Regions from separate parts of the Mus musculus genome. Here region 1 is linked to region 2. The links are chromatin contacts, called in public HiChIP or PLAC-seq maps. All regions are on one chromosome and are shown on one strand. Each heading gives the region's core, a stretch centred on a gene start, on an enhancer-like site or on the middle of the called end of the contact. The rest is flanking DNA. Distances are from core to core; before and after follow the strand shown. Region 1 has its middle 18 kb from the start of Gm26885. Region 2 overlaps Gm36486 (a long non-coding RNA gene).

Region 1 (6,467 bases), core at 3,810-6,309, 79 kb after region 2:
TCATTGAGTGTTGAGAGATAAGGGAACGGTTCTGTAGGAATTTGAAAGATAATGTCAGGACAGCATAAGATGGAGACTTGGCTTCGGAAGTTTCAGACGGAAGCAAAGACTATTTTTTGTGTGTGAAGAATCATGGCTCTTGCTAACTAGAGCTAAAGAAGCAGCTGTGGTTAATAAGATACCAGAACCAGCCCGGTGTGGTGGCACACGCCTTTAATCCCAGCACTTGGGAGGCAGAGGCAGGCAGATTTCGGAGTTCGAGGCCAGCCTGGTCTACAGAGTGAGTTCCAGGACAGCCAGGGCTACACAGAGAAACCCTGTCTCAAAAAAACAAAACAAAACAAAACCAACAACAACAACAAAAAAAACCAACCCAGAACCGCTAAAGTAAGACTTGCTTTGCTGGGACCATGGAAGCTGGTCAGCTGGGGCTAAAGAACCAGCCCTGATTAAGAAGAGACCAGCATCATTGAGGTGAGATCTTCTGCGAAGTGTTTCCTCTGAGTCAGCACACAGAGCTGTGTTCCAGATATGAGTACACCGTTGTTCAGGCACACATCAGATCCCATTACAGATGGTTGTGAGCCACCATGTGGTTGCTGGGATTTGAACTCAGGACCTCTGGGAGAGCAGTCAGTGCTCTTAACCACTGAGCCTCTCTCCAGCCCCCTGTCCTGCCTCAGCCTCCCAAGGACATGGGATTAACAAGCTTCTTTGTAAACGTCCCAGGGTCTTCAACAGCTTTTTCTTTTTCTTTTTCTTTCTTTCTTTTTTTTTTTTTTTTTTTTTTTTTTTGGGTTTTCGAGACAGGGTTTCTCTGTGTAGCCCTGGCTGTCCTGGAACTGACTCTGTAGACCAGGCTGGCCTCGAACTCAGAAATCTGCCTGCCTCTGCCTCCCAAATGCTGGGATTAAAGGCGTGTACCACCACACCCGGCTTTCTTCAACAGCTTTCAGTGTCTCCCTTCTTAAAAACATTTGTCAATATAGAAAGACCTGTTTTATGCCTGGTGAGAAAGAGTTAGTGGTAAGATCGTGTCTCTCTCTAGTGTCAGCTGAACGGGAGCAAAGGGAGGCCTCAGAAGGCAGGAGGGCACTGCGAGGCTGAGATCTGATTCTTCGTGGCCGATCTTCCCCAGGGACTCCAGAAGGGGGTGAAGGAAGAAAGGGGTGTTCACTTAGCTTGGGTGAAACTTGGGTCTGGCCCCTAGCACCTCATAAACCAGGCATGGTGGAGCAGGTGTCTCACAAGTTCAAGGTCACCCTCAGTCAAAGCTGTGAGTTAAGGCCGGTGGGCCTGGACTGCCTGAGACTTCAACTCAATAAAAAGAGGGAGGGGCGGGGAGAGGGAGAGCTGTTGGTGGGGGGAGAATACAGAAGAGGGGGTATGCTCTTGGTGGGTATGGTGGCACAGACCTTTCATCTCAACACCCAGGGCGATCTTGAATTTGAGCCCAGTAGGGACTACAAAGCAAGTTTTAGGCCAGCCTGGGCTACATTCCAAGAATTATCTTAGAAAGAAAGGCAGGAGCCAAATGGTGGCACACACCTTTAATCCCAGGAGCTGGGAGGCAGAGGCAGAGGCAGAGGCAGGGGGAATCTCTGAGTTTGAAATCTTCAGAGTGAATTCCTGGACAGCCAAAGCTACACAGAGAAATTCTGTCTCAGGAAAGGAAGAAAGGAAGGAAGGAAAGGAGGAAGGGAGGAAGGGAGGAAGGGAGGAAGGAAGGAAGGAAGGAAGGAAGGAAGGAAGGAAGGAAGGAAGAAAAAGACTCACCAAAACAAAGCAAAACAAAACAAAACAATAAGCAAACAAAAATCCACCACAAACAAAACCAAGCCGCCCTTCCTGTCAGTTAGGGCAGCAGGCCTGAACAGGCCCTTCTGTTCAGCAGAGGGGCTGTGTGCATTCACTCCACAGGTATTTATAGAGCACCTGCAATGGGCTGGGCGTTGTTCTAGGTGTTGGGGAAAGCAGCCATGAAATAAATATGGTGTTCCTGTGTCCTGGGGAGGGGACGGGGAGGAGGTAACTATCCATGCTTAATCAGGGAATATGTGCTATGGGGAAACCTGCAGGGGCTGCGGGATAGCAGGGCAGCATTTGGTAGCAGGCATACGGTCAGAAGTTTGATGCATGATAACTGCCCAAGTCCAAGTGCAGGTGGGATAAATGACTCTGTGTGGTGTGTGTATGTGTGTGTACATGTGCATGAGTGCATGTATGTGTGTGTGTACAAGAACCTAGACCATGTAGGGAAGGCATTGGTACTAATGATTTCCAAAAGTAATTCTTAGATAGGCAGTGGTCCTGCACATCTTTAATCCCAGCACTTGGGAGGCAGAGGCAGGCAGATCTCTGAGTTCAAAGCCAGCCTGGTCTATAGAGTGAGTTCCAGGCCAGCCAAGGCTATACAGAAAAACCCCCGTCATGAAAAACAATTCCCCATTCCCAATATTTAAAAGTTGACACTTTAAAATGTAGTGTGTGTGTTTGAGCGTGACATGAAGGGAATGTGGGGGCCAGAGAACAGATATGGGAGTTAGCTCTGTCCTTCCACCATTTGGGACCCTGGGGGTCCACCTTGTGGGTCCCTGGCTATCTAAGTCAGATCAACAGGCTTGGCATAGACTGTTGGTCACCTCCTTTCTTTTCACCCCCCCTCCCCACCCCCTCTGTCTATGTAGCCCTGGCTATCCTGGGACTGTCCCTGTAGATCAGGCTGGCCTCGAACTCACAGGTTCCATCTGCTCTGCCTCCTGAGTGCTGGGATTAAAGGGGTGTGCCACCAAGCTTGGCCTGCCCTTGTTTTCCCCCCACACTTTAAACAAACCTCTTTCTTTATCCTATATATTTGTATCTGCCTGCATGTATCAGATTCCATTACAGATGGTCGTGAGCCACCATGTGGTTGCTGGGAATTGAACTCAGGACCTCTGGAAGAGAAGCCAGTGCTCTTAACCTCTGAGCCACCTCTCTAGCCCCCTCAGGTTTTATTTTGTTTTGCTGTTTTATCTTTGTGTTTTGCTTTGTTTTGTTTTTGTTTTTGCAACAGGGTTTCTTGTGTAGTTCTGGCTGAAACTCCCTCTGTAGACCAGGCTAGGCTCAAACTGAGAGATTTGCCTGCTTCTGCCTCCCAAGTGCTGGGATTAAAGGTGTACACCACCCCTGCCCAGCCAGGGGCACTATTCCTGAGGGGGAGTGGGAATTGAGCGGAGCCGCTAGACTCACAGCTGGAAGCCCCGGAGTACAGGTGTGTTGTGAGCAGATGTGCCTGACAGTCAGAGGCGGAAGTCAGGTGGCTTCTGTGACCCATGACCTCATTCCCTTGAGACAGGGTCTCTCAGAATCTCAAGCTAGCCTTGTAGTCCCAGCAATCCTCCAGACTCTAACCTTCCCTTCCTTCCATATGGCGATTACTGGTGATTTTTTTTTTAACCTGGCTCTTTAAGTGAGCTCTGCAGATTTTCACGCAGGTTGTCATGCTTGTGCAACAAGCACTCTTGCCCGCAGAGCTACCTCCCAGCCTGTGCCTCCCAGCCTGTGCCTCCCAGCCTGTGCACGAATTCTGTTTGGAAACTTGCTGCGTCACTGATCTGCTGTGGACAGAATGGGGTTCCATCCACGGATAACAGAGAATGTTCTAACACAGCTTCACGGTGTCCTGGAGCCATGAAACGAGCTCCTTTTGTATGCCTCTTCCTTCCTTCCTTTCTTCCTTCCTTCCTTTCTTTCAAGATTTATTTATTTAGTGTATAGGAGTACACTGTAGCTATACAAATGGTTGTGAACCTTCAAGTGGTTGCTGGGGAATTTAGGACCTCTGCTTGTCCTCTCAGTCCCTGAGTGCTCTGGCCCAAAGATTTATTTATTATAATAAATAAGTAAAGATGGTTGTGAGCCACCATGTGGTTGCTTGGGATTTGAACTCAGAACCTTCAGAAGAGCAGTCAGTGCTCTTAACCACTGAGCCACCTCTCCAGCCCCTCTACACTCCTGGTTCTTATAAGGTGGTTCCACTTGCACATCTCTGGGCTAACTCCTAACTTCTCACAAAGCCCTTCTGCACTCCTGTTTCCTATAAGTCCACCCCACCCCAGCACCTCTGGGTTCTCTCCCAGCCTGTAGCCTTCCTCTTAATAAATTCTATCCATCCTAGTTCCGGATTCCTCACCAGCCACTGCCTCTACCCCAGGCCCCATCCCCTCATCACCCTGCCTTGCTTAGGCTATTGCAGATGCAGCTCCTGACTGGTTTGTTCTGTGTACCCTAAGCACCCTACAGACAAGCCTCTGCCAAGACACTTAAGGGGGCTTTGTTGTTTGGGTTTTTGAGACAGGGTCTCACTGGCTGGCTGGCCTGGAACTCGCTCTGTAGACCAGGCAATAGATTCATAGAGATCTGTTTTCATCCAAGTGCTAGGATTAAAGGCACTAGACAGCCACTATTCTTGGGCTCTTGTTTGTTTGGAGACAGAGTCTCATGTATCCTAGGGTAGCCTAGAACTTTTTTTTTTTTCCAGCACAGGGTTTCTCTGTGTAGCCCTGGCTGTCCTGAAACTCACACTGATAACGAGGCTGGCCTCAAACACACAGAACTCCACCTGCCTCTGCCTCCCCAGTGCTGGGATTAAAGGTGTACAGGACCACCACCCAGCCGCCTAGAATTTATTTATTTATTTCTTCCTAGCATTTAGAGGATTTGTGGAATGGAGCAGGGTGGTTGGAGGTGGAGGGAAACTAAGGTAGCTTTTGGTCTGTACATGGTAAACCAACTTCACTGCTCTTGGTAGGAAGTGTGGGCTTTTAGCGTGCTAGAAGTAAGGGTGGAGGTTTGGTTAGCCAGAGTCAAAGGTCACCCACAGGTCATAACACGCAGCAGTCAGGGGTCAAGGATGTCAGTCTACCTGAGCTATCTTCAAGTTCCTGAAAAAAAAGAAAAGGAGAAGAGGAAGACAGATGAGGTAACTGTCATTGATGTCACATCAGAACGTGCAGGGCTGCGCTTCACTTAGCTCAGTGACCTTGGAACTCCTGGTGTGAGCGACAGGCGGAGAGGGAATGACCCTTGAGGTCAGAAGTTAAGACCGTTTGTGGTTAGTGTGCCTTAGTTCCTGTGAGAACCCAGGCCCTCTCACCTGAGGTCGACTCTCTGGCCAGCTGACTCTGAGAGGAAGTGCCTTCTAAGTCGCTTTCTGGTTATTGGTAGGATCCAACTACTTGGGGACTGATGTTTGCGAACATTAGTGAATGAAAAATTGAAAATAAGACTGAAGAGATTAGCTCAGCGGTTAAGAGCACTGACTGATCATCCAGAGGTCCTGAGTTCAATTCCCAGCAACCACATGGAGGCTCACAACCATCTGTAATGGGACCCGATGCCCTCTTCTGCTGTGTCTGAAGAGAGCAATGGTGTACTAATATACATAAAATAAATAAATAAATCTTTAAAAAGAAAATAAAAAATAAAGAAGATACCAGTGTTCGTAGGTATGGTGGAAGAGGAGGTTTATTGTAGATGCGAGGGAGAGAGCCAGCAGCTGGGAAGTCCTGGAGAGTCCAGAGTGAACAAGACCTGGCCCTGGGAGGAGAGGGGAGCAAAGGGGAACAGAGGGCTGGAAGAGTAAGGCCAAGTTTCCAAAATGGCTGCGCTATCTAGGGAAGGCAGCTGGGGAAGAACACCCCAGCCTCTGGGCTGGAGAAATTTAGGGTATGCCAGCCATGCCCTGTAACAGGCAGGGACTGAGGGATGCTGGGAGAACCTGGGGCCAGGGTTGCTTTGCTATGTTAAATAGGCACCTCTGGTAGTCATTTGTCCTGGGTTTGAGATCTAACTATAAGTTCCCAGCCAAAGGAACCTCTCTGTAGGGAGACTACCAACTCTGGGGCTCTGTCTTGGTACCACCAGCACTGAAGTCTATACGGTGTTAACAAGAGCTTTTCAGGTGGTGAGAGCTTAGTGGATAAAGATACTTGTGGTCAATCCTGGAACTTGTGTGGTGGAAGGAGATTTCCATATGTGCTCCGCAGCACACTAGTTCTTCCTAGCAAACAAAGAGATGTCATTCATATATATATATACATATACATATATATATGAATGACAGGGTTACACTGTATAGCTTGGCTGGCCTGAAACTATGTAGAATGGGCTGGCTTTGACTGCAAAAAGGCCCTGGGTGTGCTTCTAATTCTAGAGCCCTGGAATTAAAGGCAGGGGCTCCAACCTAGTCAAGACTAATTTATCTATTTATTTATTTATTTATTTATTATTTATTTACTTTGGAGACAGGGTCTCTCTGTGTAGCCCTGGCTGTCCTGGAACTTTCTCTGTAGACCAGGCTGGCCTCCAACTCAGAGATCTGCCTGCCTCTGCCTCCCAAGTGCTTAATATTAAAAGTGACTTAAAATAAGTCACCATCCAGTGACTTATTTTATTTTATTTTAAAGATTTACTTATTTTATGTA
Region 2 (6,317 bases), core at 2,202-4,701:
TTGAAACTGCAAGCATGCGTGTGCATTCTTTCCCCATGAGAAACTTCAACTCTTTAAAACCACTCCCACCCACGGGAGTGGTAATAAATTAAGCTGTTATCAGCCATCTACACTTTAATGCGAATTAGCTTGATCAGTACATCTAGAATTGTCTAGGGGAGCCCGATCATTAAAAAAAAGAAGAAAAAAAGGAAGGAAAGGAAGGAAGGAAGGAAGGAAGGAAGGAAGGAAGAAAGAAAGAAAGAAAGAAAGAAAGAAAGAAAGAAAGAAAGAAAGAAAGAAAGAAAGAAAGAAAGGAAGGAAGAAAGAAGAAAAGAAAGAAGTCAAATGTGGGAGGGGAATGACAGATTTAAGAACAGACAAGTAGGGACTACTAACTCAAGGATGGGAAGAGCCACTAGGGGCAGATTGTCAACAGGTGACAGGAAAGAGAAAACGTGGTAAAAAAGGTGGCACCCCTTTGTCACTCTGAGCTCTAGTGTTTTTCACCCCAGAGCAGCCACACCTGACCCCACCCCAGAGCATAAAATGTCTTTGAAGTCTCCTGTTTTTACTTTCAAGTTCATTCAGATGCTACACTCTACACCACAATACACGCTGGCTTGTTTTCACATCATCAAAACAACAGTGAGATAGATTTAGTGTGGGCCCCTTTTCCAAAGGTGTTATCTCTAATCCCTGCACTGCAGAGGTGAAGGCCTGAGAAACAGGATCCAGGAACGGTATTTGCAATACTGTGAGTGCAAGGCCACCAGGGGTGTGCCTGAAACCCAGCTTCAGAAACAAACAAACAAACAAACAAACAACAACAACAGCAGCAGCAAACCCAAGAGATCTGGGGAAATGGCTCTGCTTAAGGCAACTGTTGAATAAGCCAGAGTCAGGATAGCCAGAAACTGTATAAATGCCAGGGGTGTGGTGGCCTGTCTGATTCCAAACTCAGAAGGTAGAAATTAAGGCCCTCCAGAGCTGGCTGGGTTATCCCCAGCAAGGCGAGCTACATCTGCAAGCTCCAGCCTCTACTAGGAGCCCCTGCCTCTGTGAATAAAGTGGTAGATTGATGGAAGATGATTCTGGACCTCCACTTTTAGCTCCCTCACACATTTGCATACACATATATATGCACACACAAGCGGGCCCATACCAAGCAATAGACCCCCAACATTAGTCTTTCTGAAGACAGTTGACTGGCTGGGCTCAAAGGTCCCAGGATAGACAATTTCTTGCCTCTCAGAATGTTATAGTGTAGCCAGGCGATGGATACCTTTAATCCTAGCACAGGTGGGGCAGAGGCAGGTGGATCTCTGATTTCAAGGCCAGCCTGGTCCACATAACTAATTCCAGGTGAATCCAAGCTGCATAGTAAGACCCTGTCTAAAAGAAAAGGGAGGAGTGGGGAGACAGCCAACAGGGTAGCTCGGTGGGCTGAAGGGCTTGCTGCCAAGTCTGATGATGTGAGTTCAATTCCCAGGAGCCTCATGAGGAACTGAATTTAGAAAGTGGTCCTCTTACTCCCCACCCCCAACATCCACAGATAGATAGACAGGTAGACAGACAGGTTGATAGGGGCTAGAGTGATGGATCATCGATAAAGCACTGGCTGTTCTTTCTGATGTTACAAGTGCCTGTGTCTTTTCCCCATTGGCTGGAGTCAGACCTCGCGGCCTTATCCCATTGGATAGTCTGAAAAGAATTAGCATACAAAAAAAAAAAAAAAAAAAAAAAGAATTAGCATACAAAAATATGGAGGAAGGAGAAAGTGTGGGTCACTATTCCAAGTTACCAAATTCATGAAGCAGGAGGCTTTTGTGTAAACAAAGGTTTTCCTGGGTGGGAGGATTAAAACACTAACATAATTTGGTTTTTTCCCTCCCCCGACAGGGTTTTTCCGTGTAGCCCTGGCTGTCCTCGAACTCGGAGAGCTGTCTGCCTCTGTCTCCGAGTGCTGGAACTAAGGTCGTGGGCCAGAATACCCGGTTTAAAGCTCTTCTCTTGATCAAGAGAGTGCACACTGAAGTCAGAACACAGAAACAGGAGGTGCGTTTGGTGGTTTGGTGTTTGGGCTAACTTGGGTAGTGACGTCATCTCCCCCCCCCCCATTGGCTAGCGTCCGACCTCACAGTTTTATCTGATTGGCTAGTTTGAGAAAAAACTATGATACACAGGAAACAGAGGAGGTAGGGGAGGGAGTAACCGCTCCTGGCTATCAAATTCCTGGAACACAGCAGGGGCCTTTGAAAGGCTTTATTGGATGAGAGAATTTAAACATTTGTATAGAAGTTGTAGGATGTGGGTAAGACAAAGAATTTTAATTCCAATGTCCCAAACAGATTTTACAGTATTTGATAGAAAAAATTTTCATATTTGATATTGCTTACACAGAAGACCAGTTCAATCTCCTTCCTTGCACCTACATGTGACTCACAACCGTCACTCCAGTCCCGGGGGATCTGACGCCCTCTTCAGGCCTCCGAAGTCACTGCACTCACATGGTGTGTACACACGCAGAGAAAACACCAAGGCATGCAGCATACTAAAAAACAAGAATAAGTCAGATGAAAGTTGCTAGAACGAAATGTGGAACCTAGTGGTATTCAGGAGGCTGAGGCAGGAGGATAGAAAGCTCAAGGCTAGCCTGAGCTACAGAGTTGAGCTCAAAACATTGAGCCTGGAAACACTGTGACTAAAAAGAGCTAAAGACGCAGCTCAGTGATGGAATGCTTGCTGAACGTGCACATGACCCCAGCTTTAATCCTCAGTCAGGGAAAAAAAAAAGTGTGAGCTGTCTGGGGCCTGGGGCATCCTCCACCAGAGACAGAGACGTCAGCAGGCTGTCCACATGTGAAGGCTACACACCTCTTACTCAATAGTGTCTAGCCTGGAAATCTGGCTAACATCCTGGGCAAATGATGTCCAAACATACAGCTGACTTCTGTTGCCCCTGGGGCTGGCCTGAACATTAAATCTTTGAAGACACGTCAACCTTTCATAAAGACCAGACACCTTGCCTCTCACCCCCAGCCTGCTAATCCCATGATCCTTCTTGAAGACACACACGTTGTAACAGTAAAATAATAACCAGCCATGCTATCTGCAGGCTTGATTTGCACGGGGCCAGTTACCTACAGCAACCCAACCCCTTCACCTGCACAATGGCCTCTTGGAAAAATTAGGTCTCATGACCATCATCCTGTGTGATACATGAGGGCAAGAGAGTTCATTAGCACTAACCTAACTCAAGGTCACACCGTTAACCTGGCTGGTGACAGAAACAGGATTGGTACCAAGGTCCAAGCCATGAGTCCCAGTCAGGGCCCTTGCCTGGCTCAGGCTGGCTGGTTTTAAGCTGTCATGTTAGCTGTCATTGACTAAGCAATTTCTTCTATTAAGCGGATCCCTCTGCAGGTTGCTTGGCCATGTTTTTTACTCCCTGTCTGCAGGAAGCAGGGAGGGAGGGGCAAGCTTGGAGGAAATGAAACAGAAGATGCCATGCCTTGCCCTTAGCAACAAGACATGCCAGTAACACTTCAAAGTTTGCAAACCCCTCCCATGAGCTCACCAAATCTTTTCCACAACCCTGCCAAGTAGCATTCATGAGCTCGGCTCTGGGATGAGGAAACTGGAGGCTGCAAGTCACAAGGGGCTGCCCCCAGGATCCTCTGGTGGCTGGGGAAGAGCTGTATCTTGACCCCAGGTCCCATGACAGCCCTGGGCCAAAGGGAAGTGACACACGCGGTCCTGACAGCCCCTGACAGTGGCTTCCGACCTGCACCTAGGACTCCTTTCTTTCTTCTTGGAGATAGCGCTAGCTAGCAAATGAGAGCGTTTATTTTAGGATTTGGTCTGCTGGGGACATTGTAGTGAGAAAACCCCAGGGCTTCAGCGCGGTTGAAGCGGCAGGCGGGGTATTTGCTCAGACTGTCCGCAACCAGTATTTGGAGCACAGAGAGATCCAGTCAGACGCTCCTTGAGTCAATTCATCCTCACAGGCATCCTCAACTGCTGGCCATTCAGAAGAGGAGACATCACCAAAGCCATCTGCCTGACCACTTAAGTTCAGTGGGATGGAGAATGGAGAAGAACAGAGAGTCAAGGGCAGGGAACGGGCCTGGGGGAGCCCTAGTGGGAAAGTGGGTAGACACTTCTACTGACTGGAGGGAGATGGAAGACGGGCTCCAGGTCCTTAGGGGCCGTTTGAACAGTTGGGTTGGGGGACCTGCAGCAGAAAGCTGGAAGCCATAGCTCATGTCTATAATCCTAACTCTAAGGAGACTAAGGCAGGAAGTTCACTGAGATTTTTGAGGTCATCTTGGGCTACATGAGTAGTTCCGGGCCACAGACTAAGAGCCTGTGCCAGCAAAGGTATGTGGGAGGGGCGTATTCTTCGTCAATGCTTTTGGGCAGCAATACGTTACGTAATTCAGAGTCTCTTTGGTTTTTCAAGATAGGGTTCCTCTGTGTAGCCCTGGTTGTCCTAGAACTTGCACTGAAGACCAGGTTGGCCTTGAACTCAAAGATCCGCCAGCCTCTGCTTCCCAAATGCTGGACTAAAGGTGTGCACCACCACCGAGTTACAGATTTTGTGAGCCACCCAGTGCGGGTACTGGCAATTGAACTGTGGTCCTCTGCAACAGCTGTAAGTACTCTTAAAAACTAAACCATCTCTCCAGGCCCATTTTTATTTATTAAAAAAAAAAAAACTGTTCTCATGTAGCTCAGGCTGGCTTCCCACAACTTATATGTCCTAGGCTAGCCTTAAACTCCTCATTCTCCTGCCTTCATCTCCCAAGTACTGGAATTACAGGTTAGCCCCACACCTGGCTTATCATCCAGTCTTTTGGAGTTCAGAAAAGCAACCCAGAGCCAGACCATAACAGCCCCACGGGGTATGGTCTGCACACTATAATCAAACCGTGATGTCGCTGAAGAGAACTCTTTAGACTTTCACGTGAGGGAATGAAAACAGCCGGTCCTTTGTCAGCTCAGCTCAGGTCTCTGTGCTAAATATATTTTGTCTTCAGTCCTTCTAGGCATTTGGAGTCATAGATAAGACGCTGTAGACTTAAATAGATGTCACTGGTGGCAGGCCCGCTGCTCCGCCCTTCTGTCTCCTTTGACTTAGTTCCCAGTGGATAAAACAAAGCCCAGAGATACTGAGTGGCCTGCCTGTCCTAGGCCCCTCAGCTGCTCAGAGCAGGGTCCCAGGGTCATGTGCAGCTAAGAATGATCCCAGATTTCCTATGTAGCAAGGATGGCTTTGAACCCAGGCTCCTCTTGCTTCTACCTCCCTAGCATTGGTATCACAGATAGGCTTCAGCACACCCTGCCCTGTCCCCCAGTTCTTCTCCACCTAGGGAGAAAAGCCCACTCTGCACTACTTGGTTTGGTCAGCTGGCATTTCCGATGCCAGAACTACCCACCGTGGAACAAACAGATGTCTTAGACGGGCTAGAGTTCTCACCGGTTATGTTTAAATATGTCTAAACCAGGTATGATGGCTCCCTGTAATCCTAGCACTTGGGAAAAAGAGCTTTCCCTTGAGACAGCGTTTGCTACCCCAGTCAAGTGTTCTTCTTGTGCTTGTGGCTATCAGAGGTCCTGTATCAGTATCTACATTTCAGCACTCGCTGATGTTGCAAAGCATCAAGATGACTACATTATAAAGGGGAAAAGGAACGTGGCCTTCCCCTGTTCTGGCCATAGCAATCCACATGGTTCCGGGCACACACCACAGGCATGCCAGCTGAAGGGACAAAGCTTAATATTTCATTGTGGTGAAAGTCATCAACACATGAACATGAAGAACAGGATGTTCATGCCTGAGAAACAGTTCTAATTGTGAAGAGTCCTTATGGTCTGCAGAGGACCAGAATTCAGTTCTCAGGCACCACATGAGCATTCATAACCACCTGTCACTCCAGCCCCAGGAGGCCTGATGCCCTGTGGGCGCTGGAACTCACGTGTGCATACCGGCACCCAGACACACACATATGCACTCAGTTAAAAGCAAAAATCTTAAGACGACAACAAGCATTTGATTCTCGTCCATCCCCGCCTCCCCGGAAGGCTGTGAGAAAGCCGGTTTGCGGAGGTTACATGCTCTGAGATGCTCAACTCTGCTGGACACCAGATGACAGGACATGCCCCGTGAGACATCACCGTAGAACAAGGCACTGGTACATGCCAGCCGAGGGACAGTCAGTGCCACGGAGGCCAGAGCTGAGGGAGGGCAGAACAATAGATGAGTCACAGTACGTGTGTCATGCTTACTCAAAGGTATAATGGGATTGTTGGGTAACAGTCAGAGCAATGTCACA

What was found. HiChIP or PLAC-seq counts read pairs in DNA pulled down with a chosen protein or histone mark.
Region 1: a contact with region 2 is called in an H3K27ac HiChIP or PLAC-seq map of the HPC-7 cell line, with 6 times the contacts expected there. The contact joins two enhancer-like sites. A contact is called at or near these places in 1 of 39 promoter capture datasets (embryonic stem cells), 4 of 15 datasets of contacts at CTCF or cohesin (the G1E-ER4 cell line, embryonic stem cells and large pre-B cells), 21 of 484 Hi-C or Micro-C datasets (CD4 T cells, CD8 T cells, the G1E-ER4 cell line and 8 more), 17 of 115 datasets of contacts at active chromatin or transcription factors (the 230-238 cell line, CD8 T cells, the HPC-7 cell line and 11 more) and 4 of 9 other capture datasets (adipose tissue, embryonic stem cells, liver and 1 more).

Annotation. Positions count from the first base shown.
Region 1 is chr17:29,505,857-29,512,323 of GRCm38.p6, forward strand. No RefSeq gene overlaps it. Among named protein-coding and RNA genes, the nearest start is that of Gm26885, 18 kb to the left of the region's middle. Within about 2 kb of position 5,060, at least 59 of the 459 cell types and tissues checked have an H3K27ac peak or open chromatin away from gene starts, as enhancers often do. A contact at or near this core is called in the HPC-7 cell line and germinal center B cells, where this site is marked.
Region 2 is chr17:29,428,515-29,434,831 of GRCm38.p6, forward strand. It overlaps Gm36486 (a long non-coding RNA gene), which reads right to left. Exons shown (of 2, transcript XR_876726.3): 2 at 2,289-2,533. It overlaps Gm36199 (a long non-coding RNA gene), which reads left to right and starts at 6,304. Exons shown (of 5, transcript XR_385508.3): 1 at 6,304-6,317. RefSeq lists an enhancer at 5,147-6,317. Within about 2 kb of position 3,452, at least 27 of the 459 cell types and tissues checked have an H3K27ac peak or open chromatin away from gene starts, as enhancers often do. A contact at or near this core is called in the HPC-7 cell line and germinal center B cells, where this site is marked.